2 separate regions of the Mus musculus genome follow, and region 2 is linked to region 1. Evidence: chromatin contacts called from public HiChIP or PLAC-seq data. All regions are on one chromosome and are shown on one strand. Each heading gives the region's core, a stretch centred on a gene start, on an enhancer-like site or on the middle of the called end of the contact. The rest is flanking DNA. Distances are from core to core; before and after follow the strand shown. Region 1 overlaps Mgat5 (mannoside acetylglucosaminyltransferase 5). Region 2 overlaps Mgat5 (mannoside acetylglucosaminyltransferase 5).

What was found. HiChIP or PLAC-seq counts read pairs in DNA pulled down with a chosen protein or histone mark.
Region 2: a contact with region 1 is called in an H3K27ac HiChIP or PLAC-seq map of microglia, with 10 times the contacts expected there. The contact joins two enhancer-like sites. A contact is called at or near these places in 1 of 15 datasets of contacts at CTCF or cohesin (large pre-B cells), 4 of 484 Hi-C or Micro-C datasets (Th2 cells and embryonic stem cells), 3 of 115 datasets of contacts at active chromatin or transcription factors (double positive thymocytes, large pre-B cells and microglia) and 2 of 9 other capture datasets (embryonic stem cells and liver).

Annotation. Positions count from the first base shown.
Region 1 is chr1:127,286,360-127,294,210 of GRCm38.p6, reverse strand. The region is part of intron 2 of Mgat5 (mannoside acetylglucosaminyltransferase 5); the gene reads right to left. Among named protein-coding and RNA genes, the nearest start is that of Gm51747, 10 kb to the left of the region's middle. Within about 2 kb of position 3,365, at least 51 of the 459 cell types and tissues checked have an H3K27ac peak or open chromatin away from gene starts, as enhancers often do.
Region 2 is chr1:127,465,856-127,473,706 of GRCm38.p6, reverse strand. It overlaps Mgat5 (mannoside acetylglucosaminyltransferase 5), which reads right to left. Exons shown (of 18, transcript NM_145128.3): 15 at 4,399-4,515; 16 at 2,132-2,206. All of the region lies in intron 1 of Gm41947 (a long non-coding RNA gene), which reads left to right. Among named protein-coding and RNA genes, the nearest start is that of Gm41947, 9.7 kb to the left of the region's middle. Within about 2 kb of position 3,391, at least 20 of the 459 cell types and tissues checked have an H3K27ac peak or open chromatin away from gene starts, as enhancers often do.

The sequences.
Region 1 (7,851 bases), core at 2,116-4,615:
TCCCACAAGCTATGGCCTTTGTGTGCTTGAGAACACACACAGGAACACACACACACACACACACAGAGGAACACACGTGTATGCATACACATACATCATACAAAATAAAGAAATGCAAACAAACAATATGGTAAAAGAAATGTTAAAAGCCACACTGTCATTCAAAAGGCAAACTGAGGGCACCTCAAAACCAACCAACCAACTAAACAAACAAACAATACTGCCTCATATGTCTAGGCTCAGATATCAAGATAGCTGGTGGTGTTGTCTTGGAAGTCTATGTATGTTTAGGAGGTAGAATCTCTCTGAAGGAAATACAAGAAAATACATGGGTGTGAGCCTTGAGATTTTTATAACCCCACCCAAGTTCATGTGCACACTCTGCTTCCTGACAGGGGATACAATGGGACTGGCCACCTCACACTCCTGCTGTGGTGCCTACCCACCATGATGGACTGTAGCCCTCCCAGAATGTAAGGTGGAAAGAAACCCTTCCTATGTTGCTTCTGGTCAGCAATTGTGGTTATCATGATGAGAAGAATAAATACTACCCATCTCCAACACCTCTTTGTACACAGCAAAAAGGGGCGGTGACAGAGTCTCCTTTTCCTCAACTTCCCATTGAAAAGATCAGGTTTTCATTTACTAGCTACTTGGGTTTTATAACAATCCAGGAGGATGGTATGTATAGCCGAGAATAGGATTCTGGCAGGAGGGAGCCAGGGAGTGGGCAGCAAAGACGGTTGATTTATAGAGAGACAATTACAGCTGGATGAAGTCATAATGACAGACAGAAAACCACCAGAGTTAATTTTAACTGCACTTTCTCTCTCTCCCCTTTTTTTCCCTTCCTTCAAATAAACTAAATCTGTGTCACTCACGCCTTACGACCACTAGATTTAGATCCCAGTTTAAACAATTTTTATAATCACCACACACGAGGGAGGAAAAATGACCGCACTCAGTAGCACACTGACCGAGATGTTGCTATCAGCACAGTTGGACCTGGGGGAGTTTATCAATACCTTGGCAAACATGCTGTGAATATGCCCTTGCATGTGTGCTTTTTTAGAGTGGCCTGACTCTACCTAGGAGCTTAATTAACAACGAACTTCTTTTGTGACATCCTCCATCAATTGGGTCAGATTTGCTGTCATCCCAATTCATTTCCTTCTGGTGTGATGGTCACATCAGGGTACTCTACGTGTGCATCGAATCACCTTGGAATATGTGTTAGATACAAGAATAGCTCGCTTTCTCTTTGAGTTTACTAACCTATTCATCTAGGGCCAGGTAAGAACGGCAGCCTTGATCATAACTAGAGAATCTATTAAGCTAAGAGATCCACCTTACCACATATAAGTTAGTAAACGGACAAGAAAGAGGTCTAAGAAGGAAGAGAAGGGCTTTGTTAAACACAGACAATGTGATCTATGTAAAAGGGCAGCCTCTTGTCTGTTCCAGTCACTGAATAACTGGAGTAAGACTTCATGAACTTTCCAGAAAACTCAGGGCTGAAGAAATGGTTAAACTCTCAATGTCCTTGCCTACACAAACAGGAGACTCTGAGTTCAGAATCTTGGTATTCACACAGAAAAGCTGTGACCCTAGAGACAGAAGGGCCCCTAAAGTTCACTCATTAGCTTGTCTGGCCAAATCTGTAAACACTGGGTGTAGTAACAAACATGGCCTCAAAAATTAAAATTGAGAAAACCACAGATAATCACTCTCTTGTCACAAACACTACCATCACCACCAGAAAAACACAGTTTGGTTAAATTTTTATACTTTAAAATGTTAGCACTAGTTAGCTAGTTAGCTAGTTAGTTAGTTAGTTTTTGGGGACAGGGTTTTGCTCTATACCCCAGGCTAACCTCAAACTCATGGCACTCATCTTAATCACTCCATATAAGGAACAAAGTGACCGTAGTCAATTACCAGGATGACCCAGATGTCTCTGTCATCATATAAGATCTCTAACCAACACAAACAGCTCCCAATAACTGTCATGCTTCACAAACTTAGGAGATGAGAGTGGCATAGAATGAGCACATGTAAGCAGCCTCCACCAGGCTGCCTCCTGCTCTCCTCAGACCACAGTACCCTTCCTGCTCTGAGGAGGCTAGCACCCAGCAAGAGACCCACAACATATGTGGTCTGAACATCTTCACTTGGAGACACATCTCAAGGGACAGCTCCTCAGCCAGAACTGAAGCCAGCCTTGTGAGCCTGCTCTAAAATGGCTCAGGAGGCCCAGAAGTCAAGTGCCTGTGTGAGTGGTGAGGCAAGATGGTATGGCAGAGGGACATTGGGTAATCAAATCCAAATTCAAGTCTTAGCCCCAAGAAGGCCTCAACCTGCTTTGGAAAGTTCTAGAAACTTCCAACTGTGGAGGATGTCTACTACTACACAGAGTTGTAATTTGCAAATTGCTGCTTCTGGCACTGGGCTTTTGGTGAGAACTGGATGACTGAAGAAGTCTCCTGACAATTCAGAGGAGCCCCAGGCACCTTCCGGAGTTCCTGTTTAACCTAAAACCACACAGCCCGCCTTGGCTAACCACATTTTATTCCCAGGAAGGCTCTGGTTTACCCTGTGCTCTTCAGTTCCTGTCTCCAGGATGCACACAACGTCCATGTGAAGCATAGACAACACAGGCAAGCGCCAGCAGAATGCCACGGTAACTGACACCGAATTTATCTTGTCCCTTACCTTTGGTGAAGAAGTCCTGCAGCCCTAGGTGGCCAAACCCTGTTTCCAGGAATGATTGTGACTGTTACTTTGGGGTATTTCCTGGAGCTGGGGAGATGGCTTGGTGACTAATTTCTGTTCAAGCAGGAGGACCTGAGTTCAGATGCCCAGCATCCAAATAAAGAGAAGCATAGTGGTGCATCCCTGTGATCCTAGCCTCAGGGAAGTGGAGGCAGGAAACTCCCTGAGGCTCCCCGAGGCTCCCTTGCTGGCCAGCTTAGTTACATCAGTGAACTCCAGGTTCACTGAGACCCAGGTACGGAGGGAAGGAAAGCAAAGGAGCCTATCTTGAATTTGAGTTCCATAAATATATTGGAGGCAAGCTCAGAGCACACACAAGCATACAGTGCGCACCCACAGAACAAATTCCCTGGGTCGGTCCCTAGAAAACGGAAGGATCCCTGTCACAATATTGACTTTTCAAAAGTAAACACACACTCCTCAGAGTCACTGAAGCCACCGAAGCAAGTCATTCTCTGGAAGACGCCATATTTAAGAACCGTGACCAAAACAAAACCAAGAAACTAACAAAGCCTGCCTTTGTGCCCTTAAATTTCACAATGCAAATGAACAAGGATACGGCAACACGGTACACAGACAGGCTCGGAAGAACAGCTCACCATGACATCATCCCAGACTCAAAACGCATAAACATCTGTAGTGTTCTCCAGCATCAAACCCGTTGTGACAGTGTGGACTTTTTACATAAAAAGATCGCAAGACAGAATTATGAGGCTTAGATTTCTACTTGGCAAGCCCCTGGGGGTATAATCCACTTTACAAGAATAAATAAGTAGTGGCTAGCAAAATCTACACTCATCACGACCACCGTAGCATCAATGGTCTCTGAAACAGAGACAGTCTTAAACTGAAATGTGTCCCCACGGGTGGGAGTGTGTGGCTCAGTGTCAGTGAGTAAAGTGCTTGCGGTATAAACGTGAGGGGTAGAGTTCAAATCCTCAGTGTGCATGTAAGCTGGGGGGCAAGGTGGTGTACACCTGTAACTCTCTTACTGGGAAGGGAGAGACCAGTGGCTCTCTGGAACCCATTGACCAGCCAGCCTAGCAGAAGCAACAAGCTACAGGTTTACTGAGACTGTATCTTAGAAAGGAAGATGGGGCTTGACAGAGGAAATCACCCAGTGCTGACCTCTATCTATCCCTCCACACGCACGTATGTACTCAAGCATACACCAACACATTCACACACACACAAAAGCATACATGCACGCATGCATACACACACAAAAACATATATACATGCATGCAGGCACACAAGAACACATGCACATACAGAGAGAGAGAGAGAGAGAGGGAGGGAGGGAGAGAGAGAGAGGGAGAGAGTCAGTTAGTCCTCAGGGAATATTCCAAGCAGCCAAGAGTAAGAATCATCACAAAATGATTTTCAGCTATGCCATATCCCTTACAATGACCTACCAGTGCTCAGGTCTTGGTTTGGTATCACCTGAGAGTACACATAGGCCCACTGCCATCATGTCCCCTTTCCACAGTTTGTTGTGACCCAACCACGGTCTGAGTGTATTAAAGCTACATTGCCAGAACCAGCCAGTACGTTGCAAATTGTGAATCAGTCCAAATAGTGTGAGGAACTTTCCCAGCGCCACATGTGGACCATATTTACCTATCCTACATCCATAACGCATGTGCTACCTGCCCAGTGGTCATTCTGTGACCATCTTAGTCCTCAAATAAATTCTCTCAGACAGCCAGTGCTTATGTTCCAATTACTTATTTCACTTTAACAATATCCCCGAATTCAAGAATAGAGACACTGGCAACTCAGATATGCCAAAAAGAAGCTACAATGTATTTCCTTTAAGTGAAAAAGTCCATGTTCAATAATCTATTGTAGATTCATTTCTATTTGATTCACATGTATGCCATGTGTGTGTTTGTGTGACGGCATATGCACCTGGATGCAGGAGCTGTCGGGGGCTAGAAGGGGCGACAGAGTCTTTGCAGCTGAAGTTACAGGCCCTTGGGGGCTGCTCCACAGAGTCCTGGGAACTGAGCTCTGCAAGAGGAGGAAGTGTTCTTAACTGCATGCAGGGTGGCCTCTGCAGCCCCCAGCAAGCCACTTTACAGAGAGGTAGAACAAGCGTTGGAACTCTTTTGGTATATCTACTTTAGAAAGTAAGCTATCATATATATATATATGATATTTCAGTAAGATTGGTAAAAAAGGGACAAACCCTGCCTATGGCCTAAGCATGTTTTTTCCCCTTTTCTGGTTTTCTAAGAATCTCACCAGGAAGACTATAAACTCTGTTACAATGCCACATGTGAGCATCCCCTTACACACACACACACACACACACACACACACACACACACACACTCTGTGAACCACGAAATCTTATCCAAGGCACACCAGGAACGACCCTTTGATATTATTTACAGATAAGTGGTACAAGAAGAAAATAAAAGTCTATTAGAAGAAATCCTGAGTGGGACTAGAGAGATGGCTTGGTGGTTAAAAGCATTGACTGCTCTTCCAAAGGACCCAAGTTCAATTCCTAGCACCCACACGGCAGCTCACAGGTATCTATAACCCCAATCCCAGAGGCTCTGCCACCCATGCACAGACATGCAGGCTGAACACCAGTGCATCTAAAAATAAATTTAAAAAAAAAGAAAGGAAAAAAGAAACCTTTGAGCCCACTAACTTCGGAAACCACTAAAATCCTATACATGGACACCGCTTAGAAACTTAGGAGCAATTTTCTCTGGAGGAGCCCACAAATACAGGAGGGTAGAATATCCTTTCCCTGGGCACTGCTCTTCCTATTAACACATGTGTTTAAATCCATTTTAAAACTGCTCCTTAATAAACTCAACTCTGCTACATACTGGCTATATCCTATAAATCTCTGCACTGAAGTCATGAATCCTGTGTTCCTGAGTGGATCTCTGAAAAGAACAGCTGTAGGTAGAAGTGTAGACCTGTGTCACAGGTCTCAGGCTGCTGTAGGTAGCAGTGTAGACCTGTGTCACAGGTCTCAGGCTGCTGTAGGTAGTAGCAGAGTGGACACCTGTCACAGGTCTTGGGCTGCTGTAGGTAGCAGTGTGGACACGTCACAGGCCGTTGAGGCGTCCATTACTGCCATTGCGAGGTTCTGGGAGAGACCCACAAACAGAAGCTCTCCTTGAGCTCACCTGTGCTTCTGTGAACAATCACTTTTCTCTATTAAGATGATGTTTTCTATAGCTGCCAAATTGTAAGAGGCCACAGACTGAAAGATAGCCCAGAGCTGCACAAGACTAGGTGGTTCGCAATCTCCCCAATGCTGTGACCCTTTTACATAGGTCCTCATGCTGTTGTGACCCCCAAAATCATTTTCATTGCTACTTCATAACTGCAATTTTGCTACTGTTATGAATCATAATGTAAATCTCTGTGTTTTCCGATGTTCTTAGGTGACCCCTCTGAAAGGGTCATTTAATCCCCAGGGGCCGCACCCCACAGGGCAAGACTCAACTCTGTCAGGATTCTTTTTTGCCCATTTGACAGTCTTCTGCATTTCCCTAACATTATCTATTCTAAGTTCTTGCTTTGTTTTTAAGATTTTATTTTACTTTTAATTACGTGTATGCTTGCGCGCAAGAGTACAGATGCCCACAGAGCCATCAGTGACCAGGAGCTAGTCACAGGCAGCTTGTAAACTGCCTGACAGGGACATTGAGACTGAACTCAGGTCCTCTTGCAAGAGCAGTTACATGCTCTTAACCACTAAGTTATCTCTCTAGCCCTTTGATTGAGTTTCTATCAGCCAAGATAAGATAAGGAAGGTAGAAAGTGCACAGTAATTTGAATAAGAAAATCTTTACAGCCGGGCGTGGTGGTGCACACCTTTAATCCCAGCACTTGGGAGGGAGGCAGAGGCAGGCGGATTTCTGAGTTTGAGGCCAGCCTGGTCTAAAAAAAGTGAGTTCCAGGACAGCCAGGGCTACACAGAGAAACCTTTTCTCAAAAAACCAAAAAAAAAAAAAAAAAAAGAAAGAAAATCTTTACTTTTTATATTTTTAACTTTTTATTTGTATGAGTATTTGGCCTACATGCATGTGTGTATGTGTGTGTATGTATGTGTGTTACCTGTATGTATATATGTATGAATGTGTGTAAATGTGTAGTATGTGCCTACAGTGACCACAGAGGCTAGACGAAAGTCTCAGATCCCCTAGGATTGGAGTTACAAACAGTTGTCAGCCTCCATGTGGGTGCTGGGAATTGAACCCAGGTCCACTAAAGAGCAGCCAGTGCTCCTAACAACTGACTCATCTCTCCAGCTCGTGAATAAGGAAATCTTACTATAAATACCTATTAACTACAGCCCAGAACTGTACTGAGGAGGCACTAGCTAGAGAGAAGTAATACAGTGTGCTTGAGGCCTTGAAGACAAACGCCCAGCTGCACGTGGCTGCCAGGGTCCCTAGGCCTGGAAAGCACATGTGGGGACAGGCACCCATCCCAGGCAAGAGATCCTGAACCATGACATAACCACAGGTCACTGCAGTGCCTCCGGAAATCAGTTCACGGGTCTCCAGGCTCTAGGCACTTGGGCACCAGGATACTCACAGGTGGAACCATTCCAACAGGAATGGAGGTGATGCTCTGAAGAGACACTGTGCTGCCTTTGGCTATCCAACTAGTGAAAAATGGATTCCAAGACACTGGAATCGCCCCTAGCACAGGGAAAGGAAATGGATGAACCCTGGTAGCAGCCTGGGTGGAGGGTTTGTCTCCTGGAAACAAAACTTCACACAGTTCTGACAACCTGTCAGAGAACTTGCAGGAGAGACTGGAGCTGAGAAGATGGTGGGTCAGTGATGGGTGGGATCATGTCAGTGATGGGCACACCATGGCCAGGACTGCCTAGCTATGCACACTTGCTCTCCATTAAACCCAAACTTCATGTGCAGACCATGAGGATGAACTTAGCAGAAGTCATTGATTGGACTTCTTTGTTCTTTTCCCCAGTACGAGCACACTAAATACACCAAGCACACTGAATATAATCTTCTCTGCTTTTCACTACTACTTGCTTAATTGGTCTATTGAGTATGAATGGCTAAGTGTAGC
Region 2 (7,851 bases), core at 2,142-4,641, 180 kb before region 1:
TAAACATGATGAGAATACAGTTTCTGCCTCTTGCAAAAAAGATTTCCTGGAACTGGACTGATATTTTCCACTGAGTACTCTGGGGTCTTGACTGATACGGGAAACCAAACCCTTGGAAAAGGAGCCTGGTGGGTTGGATGGTAGTTTGCATGTGCACACTGGCAAGGACTGGGTCAGAGTTACGACACTATTGTCCTTCCTGTGCCCTGTTTAGACTGAGGGAGATAAAACGCTGAGCTCCCAACGTGTATAATTATATTACAGTATATCACAGAGGAGCCTGGTGTGTTAAGAGTGTTGACTAGACTAATCCTACTAAGAACTATGTCAGGCTTTATTCTCAGTACTTTCTGGGTACTGGCTCATACAATGCTCACAGGAGCACTAAGAGGGAAACCCCATCATCCTTATTTACTAAGAAACAGAGAGCAAGAGTAAGAAATGCTCAAACTCATGGAACCGGGAGTTGGATCCCGGTGGCCGGGCTGTGGAGCTCACTTGGTTGCTCAAGTGTCTGCTGGGCAAGTGTGAGGACCCGAGTTCAAGGGAAAGGCCGGACTTGGTGCCCAGTGCTTGTCATCCCAGCACTGGGTTATGGACACAGGGTAGGTCCCTGGGGCTCAGTGGACATCTAGCCTAGCCTATGTGGTGAGTTACAGGCCAGTGAGAAACCCTATCTCAAAGAAAAGGGTGATTGGCAGCTAAAGAATGAGCTAAAGAATGACTCCTGGGGTAGTCCCTTGTCTTCTATGTGTATGTGTGCACATGCTACTTGCACCTGTACACGTAAGTGTACATCCACACTCACATGCACACTTACAAACACGTGAGTGTGCACTTGTACACACGCACACAAGTCGACTCACTTATTTCTTGTTACCTGCCTCATTCTTCCCAACAGCCCAGCTGACCAGACATGGTTACCCCAAAGCCCAGGCCCAGAGCCCCAGCTTCCCTGAAGCACCAGCCTCCTTTGACACGCCTGTGCGCTGGCAGTCTAGATTTATGTTTCTCCCGTACCGTTTCTATTTTCAGCTCTGCAGCTCGTATCCCCATTGTGCAGAGAGCCCTTGATCACCCTTAAATATTCCATTTTTGCCCTATAAAGAGAACCCTGTATTTTTGGGCTGGGCAAGAAGTTCAGATTTTCCTACCCACAGGGGTTCTGGCTTTGTCTATTTCTGGCTCTGTGTTCCTTTTGAAGCCCAAGGAATTCAAACACCATAAAGGACCAGAGTGATGATTGTCCCCTCCACCTCTGAGGTGACGGTTGTCCCCTTCACCTCTGAGGCACACGCCTGGGTTTCACAGAAGGTTCCATCTGAAAGGGGACCTGGTTTGAAAACCACTCCAGAGTCCTAACATGTTTAGAGCTGCTGCGTTCTTACCCTTAAAGAAACACTTGGAAAATATGGATTTGATCCCTGAATTTGAGTGTGCGTGAGAGTATTCATGGGCGTATGGGTACATTCACATAAGGTGCATTCCTCAGGCTCTGCCCATCTTGTTTTCTGAGAAAGTCTCTCACTGGCCTGGAGCTTACCAAGGAGGCTAGAATGGTGAATCCCAGGGCTTTCCCTGTCCCTAGCACTGAGATGACCAGTGTGTATTTCCATGCCTGGCTTTTCAAATGTGTTTCTAAGAATCAAGCTGAGATCCCTACACTTGCAAGGCAAGCACTTCACTGACTAGGGATATCTTTCCAGACCCCAAACCTTTGCTTTTGTGTGTGTGTGTGTGTGTGTGTGTGTGTGTGTGTGTGTGTGTGGTGTGAGAAATGAAGGCAGGACTGAGAGCTACTGTCTTTCACCCTTCTTGGTCCTCAAGATGCCTTGGTCTGCTCAGGGTACAATCCAGTGTTCGGGAAGGAGGCCATCTTTACCACTCAAATGTCAGTGTCCATATGACCTTTCACTGCCCTGGAGAACACACTCCAAGGGAAGACTGGCTCCCTTGGGTGACCATGACAGTGCAACATTTAAAAATGACGAGTTGTCATGGAGTCACGTGAAGTTTTCCAAAGCAGGCAACTAACCAGAGAAGTGCACCAAGTGAGGGCTGGGAAACAGGAAGTGGGACATAGCACGCACGTGCAAACACACACACACACACACACTTTGGAAGGCCTTACCTGTTTTTCAATGAAAGCGTTGATTCTCTGCAGCATGCCTTCACATGTGAACTCATATGGCATATACGGCTCAATCTGCAGAAACAACAGGGCACTGTGAAAGGGGACATGGGACACGAGGTACTTACTAGTTCTCACACAGGAGCGTTAAAACTACAGACAGACCTGGAACTGGACAGACTGGGCTCAGGCCCCATTGTGCTCCTCTCTAGACCCTGAACAAACTCCCTTCCCCAAAGTCTTAGGTACCTGATGTGTAAACAAGTTGCAAGAAGAAGCTGTGTTAAGTCGTTAACTGTTCTCTGTTAAGCTGTGGCGAAGGTACATGGGAAACTGCTTGGATAGTGTCAAGCACATAGTAGGGCTTCAAAAGGGTGGACATTACCACTTGCTAGTAGGTGGACCATGTGGGATAAAGCTTATGGCTGTGGATCACCAGCACCCCAGGGCTGGGCAGAGTGCAGGGATTTAGCAAACATCAGGTGAATGAAGACATGGTCGCTGCTCTGAGGGACGCATAGAGAGAGAAAGGGCTGGTCTGCAGTAGTGGTTGAGGTGGGAATGTATCCAAAGAACTCACGCTACAAACCAAAGGGATGAAGTGCCAAGACCATGGAGCTCAGCTAGAGGCCTTAGGAGGGCTGAACTTCTTTTACTCTGAGAAAATGTCTTATATAGTCTAAGCTGGTAGCCTTGCTATATAGGTGAGGGTGACCTTGAACTTCTGATCCTCCTGTCTCCACCTCCTGGATGCTAGAATCAGACATGTGGTATTATATCTGGCTTATTTGGTACTGGGGATGGAACCTAGGACTTGTGCATGCTAGGCAAGTATTCTTCCAGCTGCGGATCAGCCTTAGTCCAGAGGGCGAGTTATGATATGAAAATACGAGAGAACCGAAGCTTGGGATTGGGAGCTGGAGAGACAAGGTACAGTGTGGTTTATGGCTTCACAATAGCCCTGTGATTTCTATACAGGAGCTTAAATATCATGGAAGGGGGACAGGGAGAAGATCATGGGATGAAGGAAGCATTCTGATGGCCACTGAGGCATCTGAGGGAAGGGCAGGAAAGATGGCACTGGGCTCTGCTACATGGCATCAGCTGGCACCCTGACACCTGTGTCCTCTGCATTACATAACAGGAAGTGGAGATCACATGTCAGAGGAAGTCACCAGCAGTCCATCTATATGGAGCCCACGGCATTGTTGGTGATGGGGCAGAGGACCACCGTTAGTAGTTCCTTCTTGAGTCTGTGTTTACGGATCGCCTCACAGCTCACTTACACAAACAGGAAATAACCAAAGGGGAAGGTGCTTGAGAGGAGAAGGCAGGGAGGCTGTGCCTCAGAGTTTCCAAAGCAGTCCTGGGCAAACTAAACTCCCACAGGATGGCAGACTCCCTATGGAGGCAGACGTTTGGGGGGCAGCTCAATCTATGGTGGGCACAGACATCCCCTGTCTTCCCAGAATGACTTGGAGAGTGCCCTGTATACAAAAGGCATTTAAGCAATGCTTTTTAAACTGATCAGATACGTCTAGAATGGTTACTTTAACAAGATTCTACCTCATGTTTAGGTAGAAAAAGAGACCATACTCTGTAGAAAACTATGAGACTGGGGATAATGACCAACTTCAGATCTGTGGCCCCAAGTGTCTCATGGGTGGGGCATGTCTGCAATTTTGCTGCTGGAGGTGGAGACAGGTGGATCGCTAGAGCTCACTGGCCAGCCTGCCAGGCCAATGTGCTTGAGACTTAGTGAAAAATACAAGTCTCAAGAAAAATACAGTGGAGAGCAACAGAGAACTCACACACATGTGAATGCATGTGTAACACACCCAAGTTCACAGAAACATGTAAATGCACACACATACACACCCTACTTTATAACTTTTACCCTTTTGGGTTAGGTAGGATAAGCTACCAATTTTCTACAGATCTCTCCAAGGACAGGATTAGATCATGTGAACATGTATGACTCTAGCCGCTCTCTTCATGCCTGGGACCCATGAGCCTAAAAGGCCTGTCAGCAGGGTCTGAGACCCAAGCCCACATCTGCCACCAGCTGTTTTGTATCTCCCAGAGCCTCCTCAAAATCCTCAGGCCAGATGCTATGGCTAGGCTATGGTCTGCTCTGTTTACTGACAGCAAGGGACTGCAATGTCCCACATGTGTTCCAGGGCACAGGTCAAATGCAGGCAGGTGGAAAAACAGACAAAACAAACAAACAAACAAACAAACAAACAAACAAACAAACAAACAGCAACCTTCTGGTTTAAGATGGCTTTTACTGCATCTTCTACTTCCTCTCGGTTATTGAGATCCACAGTCCAGACGTGTGGCCGGCCGATGAAGACTTCTGCGTAAGGATGCTGGGATGTCAGCTGTAAGACAGAAGACATGCTGCCTCTTAGTTTCATAGATGCACAGCTGCTCAGATAAAGGTGTGGGCTAGACAAGGCATTCTGTCTTTACACGTCAAGTCAAGTTGAACTTAAACAGGAGATGAAGCGTTCTTGTCCTCCCTGTAGCAAACAAAACCTTCTAACAGGCAGATAGAAAAAAAAAAATAGAGTGATGTCTTGAACTTTTGAAGCCCATTTGGAAATAGAACAGTGTCATAACAAAGAGCTCAGACAGCTGTTCCTAGGTGAACTCAGGGCCTCTATACAGGAAGTCAGCACTCTATCACTGAGCAGGGCCTGTGGCCTTCCACGGTGGTCAGTATGGATTGTCAGACTGACAGGATCTAACCTCTGGACATGTCTGATAGAGTTTCTAGATTTTGTTGGTTGTGAAGGGAAGCCCCACCCCAATATGGACAGTACCATCCTTTGGGCCAACGTAGAGGACTATATAAAAAAAGAACGAGCAAGCAGACAGCACCATCCACCATCTCTCTGCTTCCTGACTGTGGCTGCCATGGGACCAGCTGCCTCAGGCTCCTGCTGCCTGCCCGTCCAGGACAGACTTGTACCCCTGAAGTATGAGCCAAACTAACGCCTCCCTCTTTGAGCTCCCTTTTGTTGGTTACTGTGTCACAGCAGTACAACCTTACAGTATCTTGGGCACTTGGGGACTTAGTCTCAGCCAAAAATCACCTCCGTAAATTTAGCATCTATTCTCCTGGCTAGGATGGACAGGTACATACAGAAAAAATAATAAAGATCAAAGCCGTGAACCAGGCATGGTGACACATGCCTGTGATTTCTTTACTTGGCAGGCACACATAGGAAATCACAAAATCCAGGCCAACCTGGGACTACACCATTAAACCTTTTTTTTTTTTTTTTTTTTAAATGGCTGGAAAATTACCCAGGCATAGCAATAGTGATTATGGGAATGATGGTGAGGGAATTTATGTCATCAGAAGAAACTTTCAAATGGCTTCAGAAATAATCATAACACCACCAAAACATGAAATTTATTGATTTTTAAAAGTTATGTGTGTGTGCATGTACCTATATATGTATATGTCTAGGTGTAGGTAGTTGCCTACAGAAACCAGAAAAGACCCCCTGGAGCTGCGGTTACAGGCAGTTGGTTATGAACTGCCTGCCATGGTGCTGGGAACCAAACGTTAGTCCTTGAGAAGAGCAGAAGGCGTTCTTAACCACTGAGCCATCTGTCCAGCCACAGAGCAGAGGATTTATAAGGACAATTTAGAATCAGAAAAGCAAAGCGTAAGTCTCCCTCCTAAAGGCTGTCTTCTGAGATGACTCTGCGGGGAAGGGCACTTGTCAGGACTGATGCCCCAGGTTTAATCACCATATGCTAGAAGGAGAGGACCGACTCCCAGCCTCCAGTGTACTGTGGCACACGCACACTCCCTCCCCAAGAGTAAATGTGAAACAAAGTGTGGCTGAGGAGGCTGAGGAGGTTGAAGGAGGCTAGGGAGGCCAAGGAGGTACTCTACCATACTGTGCCTGACCCACAGACACAGAGGCCCAGGGTCCATTGCAGAACTGTATAAAACCAGGATGGTGGTGTGTGCCTGTAATCCCAGCACTCAGGCGGTAAGGGCAGGAAGACCAGGGAAGATGCAGTTAAGTCACCCTTATGCACAGTGTGTTTGAAGCCAGTGTGGACTATAGAAGGCCTTGCATTACAAAACCAAAAGCTCAGCCAAAGCAAGCAAGCAAGCATGTCTCTTGGCTACTCTGGGCTTGTCGGAAGTCTACGCCTGCGCTTTCTTCTCACACAGAGGCAGCAGTGGACACAAGAACCTGTTCTATATTTGTAGAGGTATTTTAGGTGAGGACCAGGGACACATAGTAATACCATCAGGCTGGTGTACACATAGAAGACTTGTCATTTTCCAAGGAACTTTCGTTGATAGATTGATACTGATTTTGAACATAGGGCCCTGACTATATCAAGATGGTCTTTACCATCTACTCCATTACCAGCCCAGAGAGCCTTTAAATGCCTTGCTGGGATTTCGTGTGGACTCATTGGAATGGAGTTCTCTGAGACTATTTGAGAGTACCCACTGAGCTGTCCAGGAGTGTAATTAGCATACACCATACAGATCAGGAAATGTCTTCTTTTTTAAGATTTATTTAATTTTTTTATGTATATGAGTACACACTGTAGCTGTACAGGTAGTTGTGAGCCTTCATCTGGTTGTTGGGAATTGAATTTAGGACCTCTGCCTGCTCTGGCCCCAGTTGCTCCGGCCCAATGATTGATTGATTGATTGATTGATTTACAGTGTAAGTGCACTGTAGCTGTCTTCAGATGCACCAGAAGAGGGCGTCAGACCTCATTACGGATGGTTATGAGCCACCATGTGGTTGCTGGGATTTGAACTCAGGACCTTTGGAAGAGCAATCAGTGCTCTTGCTCGCTGAGCCATCTCACCAGCCCCAGGAAATGTCTTCTTAAAACGGCTAATATCTAATGTACCCCCAGGCTGCCGCTGCCAACTCATTCCATAGGTGAGCGTAACCTCCAACTTCTGATGTGCCTACCTCCACCTCCAGAGCGCAGGGGGGACAGGGTTAGGCAGGGCTGGGGCTGGAACCCAGTGCCTCTCATATGCTGGGTGGGAATTCCCTGGACCTTCTCCTGGTTTATTGGAGACTTTATCCACGAACAGTCACCATTTCAGAAAAATGTTACAGCACCATCAATGTCAGTCAGGGTATGATGCTCCAGTAGAACAAGCCTCTGTGGGCAGATGTCATCCTGGTGATAGCTGTGTACACGTGTGCGATCTGCACACAGATTATACTCGGCTCCCTTTTCATAGTGTCAAACATAAGAAAACAAGCTGACAGTGTGCAGCCCAATGTTTTATTCCTCTTAAATACAAACCAGACATCCCATCGTCTACTAGAATTCTTGGCACATAATACTGAGTGAAATACCTATTATTTTCCTAGAAATTATTTTTGTATTTTTTTATATATTAGAAATTAAAAAAAATGATCTGCACAGGCAAGTCCTGTTACTTGCAGATTTCATTTCTGGAGAGAAAATATGTTCTATTTATGAATGCATTAGATCACCTACTCACTCATTTACTGAACGTATCTACGTCTGTGTGTGCAGGTGTATGCTTCTGGGAGTGTGTTGTGGCCAGCACAAGATGCTGGGTGTCTGACCGTGGCACTCCTCCTGTTATTCACATGACACAGCGTCTCTCGCTGACCTGAGCTCACTGTTTTTAGCTGGACTGCCAGGCCAGGTAGCCCCAGTGATTTCTGCTCCCCGCC